Regions from separate parts of the Mus musculus genome. Here region 2 is linked to region 1. A link is a contact called in public ChIA-PET data. All regions are on one chromosome and are shown on one strand. Each heading gives the region's core, a stretch centred on a gene start, on an enhancer-like site or on the middle of the called end of the contact. The rest is flanking DNA. Distances are from core to core; before and after follow the strand shown.

Region 1 (2,890 bases), core at 135-2,634:
ACAACCATCTGTAATGGGATCTGATGCTCTCTAGTGAGCATGAAAACAGAACACTGATGTGCATAAAAAATGTGAATCTGGGCGTGGTGGCGCACGCCTTTAATCCCAGCACTTGGGAGGCAGAGACAGGCGGATTTCTGCGTTCAAGGCCAGTCTGGTCTACAGAATGAGTTCCAGGATAGCCAGGGGAACACAGACACACCCTGTCTCAAAAAAAAAAAAAAAAAAAAAAGTGAATAAATAAATCTTGCAAAAATTACACTTTTAAGCCTGGTGTGGTGCTGAACAGCACTAATCTTAGCATTTAGGAAGGAAGAAGCAGGAGGATCTGAGTTCGAGGCCAGCCTGGTCTTCACAGTGAGTTCCAGGACAGCCAGGGCTACATGGAGAAATCCTGACTCAAACAAACAAAACAAAAAGATTAGTCTTTCAAGTTCCCAATCACCTGTCTTATTTAGGAGCCCGACTGAACCAGGCCTCACTGCAAGCACTTATTACTAGGAGAGAGACTGTGAACTTGTGGATGAAGGCAGCCTGGCCATCTTGAAGAGGCCCACTTCTAGCCAATCTACACATGATTAAGAACGATATGAGCAACTCTGCCATCTGTAGTTCTGAAGCCAGGTCATCACACAAGACCAATTTTTTTTTTTTTTTTAAATCGTTTTATTTGGGAAAAGTGCTTCTTACAAAAGGGCAGCTGCAAAATACAGAGGCCTCTGCAATGATGATGTGTTTTTAAGACTGGGTGAGTTCCGCGGAAGCAAAGCAGAGGACAGATCAGAGCATCTCCCACGTTATTTCAGGAAAGAGAGCAACAAAATGCAAAGGTGAAATTCCCGCCAAGGAATTTTAGCAACTTAACTTTTGCTTGCCTCGTGGGTGGCCGCACCCTCCCTTTTCTTCGGTGGGGAAGGGTTCATTACTTCTGCAAACCGACAGATACCTCTAGTACAACCAGCACCTCAGTTTGGAATCCACCTGTCTTCCTGTCAAAGCTCAGGGATGGAATGAGGCAGATACCCACAAAAACAAGCACAGAACCTCACAACAGGCCCCCTCAAATGAGGACAAAGTTTTTTCCAAAAAGTGCCTGACTGAAAAGGCTAGACTGTAAAACATTCAAAACATCAGTGTGTCCAAGACCCAGCTTGTACTGAGAGGGGGACAAGCAGGTCGTTTAACCTCTACAGCTGATCTCGTTTCTCTAGCATACAGACAGACAGCTACTGCTACGTTAACAACTACTGACATACTGCTTGGTCCTTTAAGATCTACCGACACATGTGGCTGAAACCACTAACCCACATCTGCCCACTAAAGCTAAGAATACTGCACCTATGCACAGATGGGAAGGAAGCTGCTCACATGCTCGCTCGTGCTCGCCCACCAAGTCCATCGACCCTTGGGAGTTAGCTGCCAGCTCTGCGCTGATGGAATGCCACTGCATCCTCCCTGTGTTTTTACATTTTTCTCAGGTTAACCTCAACACATTTGCACCTGGTTCTGGTTACCCAGTAGTCTTTCTTGCGTGCAACTGAACAAGAACCCAAACCCACAGGACAAGCACATGTAGGGGATTACAGGGCAGGGAACAGCTCTAAACCATGAAGGTGCAGATCTCCCAGAAACCTCGGGGAGCCCTCCCACATCTAGCGCAGAGAGCGACTTAGGTCCCTTTTTTCCCAATTGCCCCTATCCTTGGACCCCAAAGCAATCAGTGCTTTTTCCTTTGAACCTCAAAGGGGTCTCAGAATGAGTGTGCAAAGTCCATGAACACAACCTGGCTGAGGACAGATGGCGCAACAAACCTACACTAACTGTCTGACAGTTAAATTCATGTTACAAAAAACTAACTTTAAGATTTATTTTTGTAACTTTTGAAACAGAGAAAACAACACACTCTTGGGGGAGGTGAGGGTAGAGGAACAGGCCCTGGGAAGTGATCACAGCACCTGGAGTTTGAGAGGCCTGCCTAGGAGAGCCACACGCACTGCCACACAGCACAGGGGACAGCTACTGTCTGAGGCTCCGCAGACCAGTGCCCGCGCCACGCAACGCTGCTATAGATCCAAGTCATAAAAGTCCTCCAGCTCATCGTGAAACAAGTCCCACTCGTCCTCAGAGTCTGTCAGCTCGTCGTCCCCACCTGCAGCCAAAAGCATAAGCAACATCTCGCCCAGCTCAAAGGTGACAACCTCCTCTTCGTCGTTGTCAAAGGGGTTGTTCTCTCTCTCCTCAATGAGCTCCCAGAAGTGGCTCCTTCGTTGGGCCTGTAAGAAACAAGGCCATGATAGGGGTGGCACTGTCAAGCAGTGTCTTCTATCCTGTTGCTCATCAGGTAAACCGTGTGGCACAGAGGGAGGGAGGGAGGGAGGGAGTGCATGGCGGACCAGAGGTCTCCCTTAGTCCACCTTGCCAGTGCCTCCCCTTTGGCTATTTGTAGCCAACATGTTAGGCTAGGGCTTTTGAACACTGTTTCTTTCCTACCCCTTCCATCTTCTGAAGTCTGACTCTTTTACTCTAGTCTCCCCCACACCCCCACACCTGAGTGTCATTTTCCCCTACCCCAATATGTGCAGGTCTCAACTGACAGTGTGCGATTTCCCCTCCTTTAAAAAAAGAGTGAGAGTTACCCGGTATCTGCTTGATGTTCCCACTTTCTGTCTCTGTGGCTCCTCTCTACGGCCATCAGGGTACGCATGCTTGTAAAAACAGTTCCCTCCAAATGGGCAGCTCCCACGTCCTTCATCAAAATACCTGCACGCCTTGTTGCTGGAAAGGAAAATATCGCAACCCTTATTCACAGTGGACTTCAGGCCCGTATCGACTAGCATCAGGGGCTTCTCTTTAACAGGGGCAGAGCACAGCCCCCCGCAAATTGTGTTCT
Region 2 (2,890 bases), core at 285-2,784, 65 kb after region 1:
AAAAACAAATAAACAAACAAGCAAATAAAAACCTGTGTGGTGTGCATCTGTATAGGGGCATGCATTTCACAGACAGCTTGGTGGAGTTGGCGCCTTTCCACCTTCATGTGTCTCCTATGCAGCGTTCACCAGCGGTGGCACCATCTCACCAGCCTGAGCCTTCTTTACACATGCAGTGTGTCTCCCCCTTTTAATATAAAGACCACTGAAAAAAAGCCTCTTCAGTGTGGCAGGGGGTGCACACCTTTAATCCCAACACTTGTGAGGCAGGCAAAATTCTGAGTTCGAGGCCAGCCTGGTCTACTGACTGAGTTCCAGGATAGCCAGCACTATACAGAGAAACCCTGTCTTGAAAAAAACAAAACAAAACAAAAAAAAAAGGAAAGAGCCGGGTATGGTGGTGCACGCCTTTAATCCCAGCACTCGGGAGGCAGAGGCAGGTGGATTTCTGAGTTCAAGGCCAGCCTGGTCTACAAAGTGAGTTCCAGGACAGCTAGGGCTATACAGAGAAACTCTGTCTCAAAAAATGAAAAAGGAAAAGAAAAAAGCCTCTTCATACAAATAGCCTAGTACATTCCCCCAATATTTGTTTGTTTGTTTGATTTTTTGAGACAGGGTTTTTTCTGTGTATCCCTGGCTGCCCTGGAACTCACTTTGTAGACCAGGCTGGCCTCAAACTCAGAAATCCACCTGCTTCTGCCTCCCAAGTGTTGGGATTAAAGGTGTGTGTGCGCCACCACCGCCTAGCACATTCCCCCAATTTTATTTTAGGTTTTGTTTAAGTCAAATACAAAAACATCAATAAAATAGAATATTATACACTCACTAGGAATGTTGATAAAGATATACTTATTTATTTATTCACCTGAAGTTCTTAAGTAAAACAGTATAATATAAAATAAGTTAGAAAAGAACGTATATTCCAAAATACTAACTGTGATCACTTGGGGGCAATATAAAAATACACAGAATATTGCTATCAGAAAGTTACCTAAGCCTAGGAGCTTGTGGAATCGGTCCCTGAGCCCCCGTGCTGTGCTCACCTGCTTTCTCTGGCTACCTCCAACATCCCAGCCACGCACTCCTATTAATCCTGCCCAGGTCAGAGGCGATCCAGATGTAGTCAGTTTTTGGTGGCATTCACAGTATCGGGGTGGCAGCCCCGAGGCCAGCCCGAGAACCTTCCTTTGCTGCACACAGGGCTCCTGCAGACTCTTACTGTCCCCACAGGTCAGCTGATTCGGGTCCTCTCTCTCATAAAAGAGAAGCAACTACAGAAACCTCTCCTAGCTTTGTTGGTCAAGAGGAACAGGCTCACAGCAGTGGCCTAAGTGTCATGGTTGGGCCACAGGAAATAGAAACTTCAGGACCCTTAGAACATTTTATTACCAGTTAACAAGATTTCCTGTTTTTTTAAATGTGTCCCTCTAAAAGCCACAGACTTTTGGGGCATGAATGGAGCTATACGGCTTCTAGGAGAAAAAAAAAGAAAATGTAGTCAAGAACAGTAAAGTCCAGTCTCTGCCACCAGGTGGCGTCATAGACCAGTGCGGAAGAAGCAGTGGCGTGGGCAGAAGTGTTTCTGTGGCTGCCGCGCTTCCTAACTCCTGGCTCCACAGAGTCAATGAGCTGGCCCAGAGGCGATGAGATGGGGCAGGAGAGCTGAATGAAGGAAGAGCCAAACACTTTCCTTCTTCTTCTCTTTTAATATCTAAGATTTAAAGGTCCCAGAAGCAACTAACCACAGTAACAACATTCTGCATGCTGGCTGGTCCCTTCCGGAGCTGTTGTGAGCGCGTGCCACCTGCCCAGCTAAGGGGTCCATCCTGGGAGGACTGGGGCGTAGGGAGGAGGTTTTCCCTTGGGCCAAGATGAGGGTTATTTCTTGTGGAGAAACTTCATTTTATTGCCTAAAAAAGAAAGTGAGAACATTTTATCAGGGGGGGAGGGGAGGGAGGGGGTGCACAGGAAAGTGTGTGTCTCTCAGCAGGCTGTGGAGTCAAAGGACATCTTTGTGGACTCAGTTCCCTCCTCCCGCGTTTATGTGGGTTCTGGGGACTGGACTTAGGCTTGTGTGCCACATGCTGTGATGTCTTGCTGGCTGGTCACACAGCTCCTGATCTTCCTCCTCCACCTCCAGGGTTTACTCTGGAGCACAGTGTGCACCCTTAAGGACCTTTTTGCTGATTAAACTGTAGTCCTGATGATTCTTCTTTTTTTTTTTTTTCTTTTGGTTTTTTGAGACAGGGTTTCTCTGTGTAGCCCTGACTGTCCTGGAACTCACTCTGTAGACCAGGCTGGCCTCGAACTCAGACATCCACCTGCCTCTGCCTCCCGAGTGCTGGGATTAAAGGTGTGCGCCGCCACCACCAGCAGTCCTCTTGATGATTCTTTTTTGCTCAGGGGCATTCGGAGGTTGGGAGGAATCCTACCTGTGTTAAGGTACTCCCTGCCTCGCCCAGGGCATGCTGCCTCTGTTGGTTGCCACAAGACTCGGGGGTTCAGAAGATGGTGGCAAGGATGTCAGTGAGGCCACCCTAGTTCCCAGGGACAGACTAAGAGAGGTAGACAGTCCACCCTGTACCGTTCCTGGCTCTTGTGGATGGAAGTAGTGAAGACTCCAGGAAAGATGGTTTAGAGCTGAGGCTGGCGACAGGGACCCAGCCTTACCCAGTCCCTTGAGGAATTTATTGACTCCGCTGTGCTCTCCGCTGGGCAGGGTTTCCAGGTACTCCTGGGCTCGGACTTCAAACAGACCTGGTGAGGAGAAATACCCAGGATATGTTAGATGCCTGCCTTTGTGCTTCTGCACTGACCTTCTTCCTCGATAGCTCGGGAAACCTTGCTTCTGAGGCGCAGCTGTGCCTATAAATACGCTTTCAAGCCTGGG

The links. ChIA-PET counts read pairs in DNA pulled down with a chosen protein or histone mark.
Region 2: a contact with region 1 is called in an RNA polymerase II ChIA-PET map of memory CD8 T cells, with 6 read pairs. The contact joins two enhancer-like sites. A contact is called at or near these places in 3 of 39 promoter capture datasets (embryonic stem cells, macrophages and stem cell-derived epiblast-like cells), 22 of 484 Hi-C or Micro-C datasets (differentiating embryonic stem cells, embryonic stem cells, fetal liver and 2 more), 8 of 115 datasets of contacts at active chromatin or transcription factors (embryonic stem cells and memory CD8 T cells) and 3 of 9 other capture datasets (adipose tissue, liver and pancreatic islet).

Annotation. Positions count from the first base shown.
Region 1 is chr6:39,397,162-39,400,051 of GRCm38.p6, forward strand. Mkrn1 (makorin, ring finger protein, 1) reads right to left here. Exons shown (of 8, transcript NM_018810.2): 7 at 2,637-2,775; 8 at 660-2,273. The coding sequence ends at 2,064. Among named protein-coding and RNA genes, the nearest start is that of Rab19, 17 kb to the left of the region's middle. Within about 2 kb of position 1,385, at least 15 of the 459 cell types and tissues checked have an H3K27ac peak or open chromatin away from gene starts, as enhancers often do. A contact at or near this core is called in memory CD8 T cells, where this site is marked.
Region 2 is chr6:39,461,542-39,464,431 of GRCm38.p6, forward strand. It overlaps Dennd2a (DENN/MADD domain containing 2A), which reads right to left. Exons shown (of 19, transcript NM_172477.4): 18 at 2,671-2,757; 19 at 837-1,910. The coding sequence ends at 1,879. Among named protein-coding and RNA genes, the nearest start is that of Gm52860, 7.5 kb to the right of the region's middle. Within about 2 kb of position 1,535, at least 48 of the 459 cell types and tissues checked have an H3K27ac peak or open chromatin away from gene starts, as enhancers often do. A contact at or near this core is called in memory CD8 T cells, where this site is marked.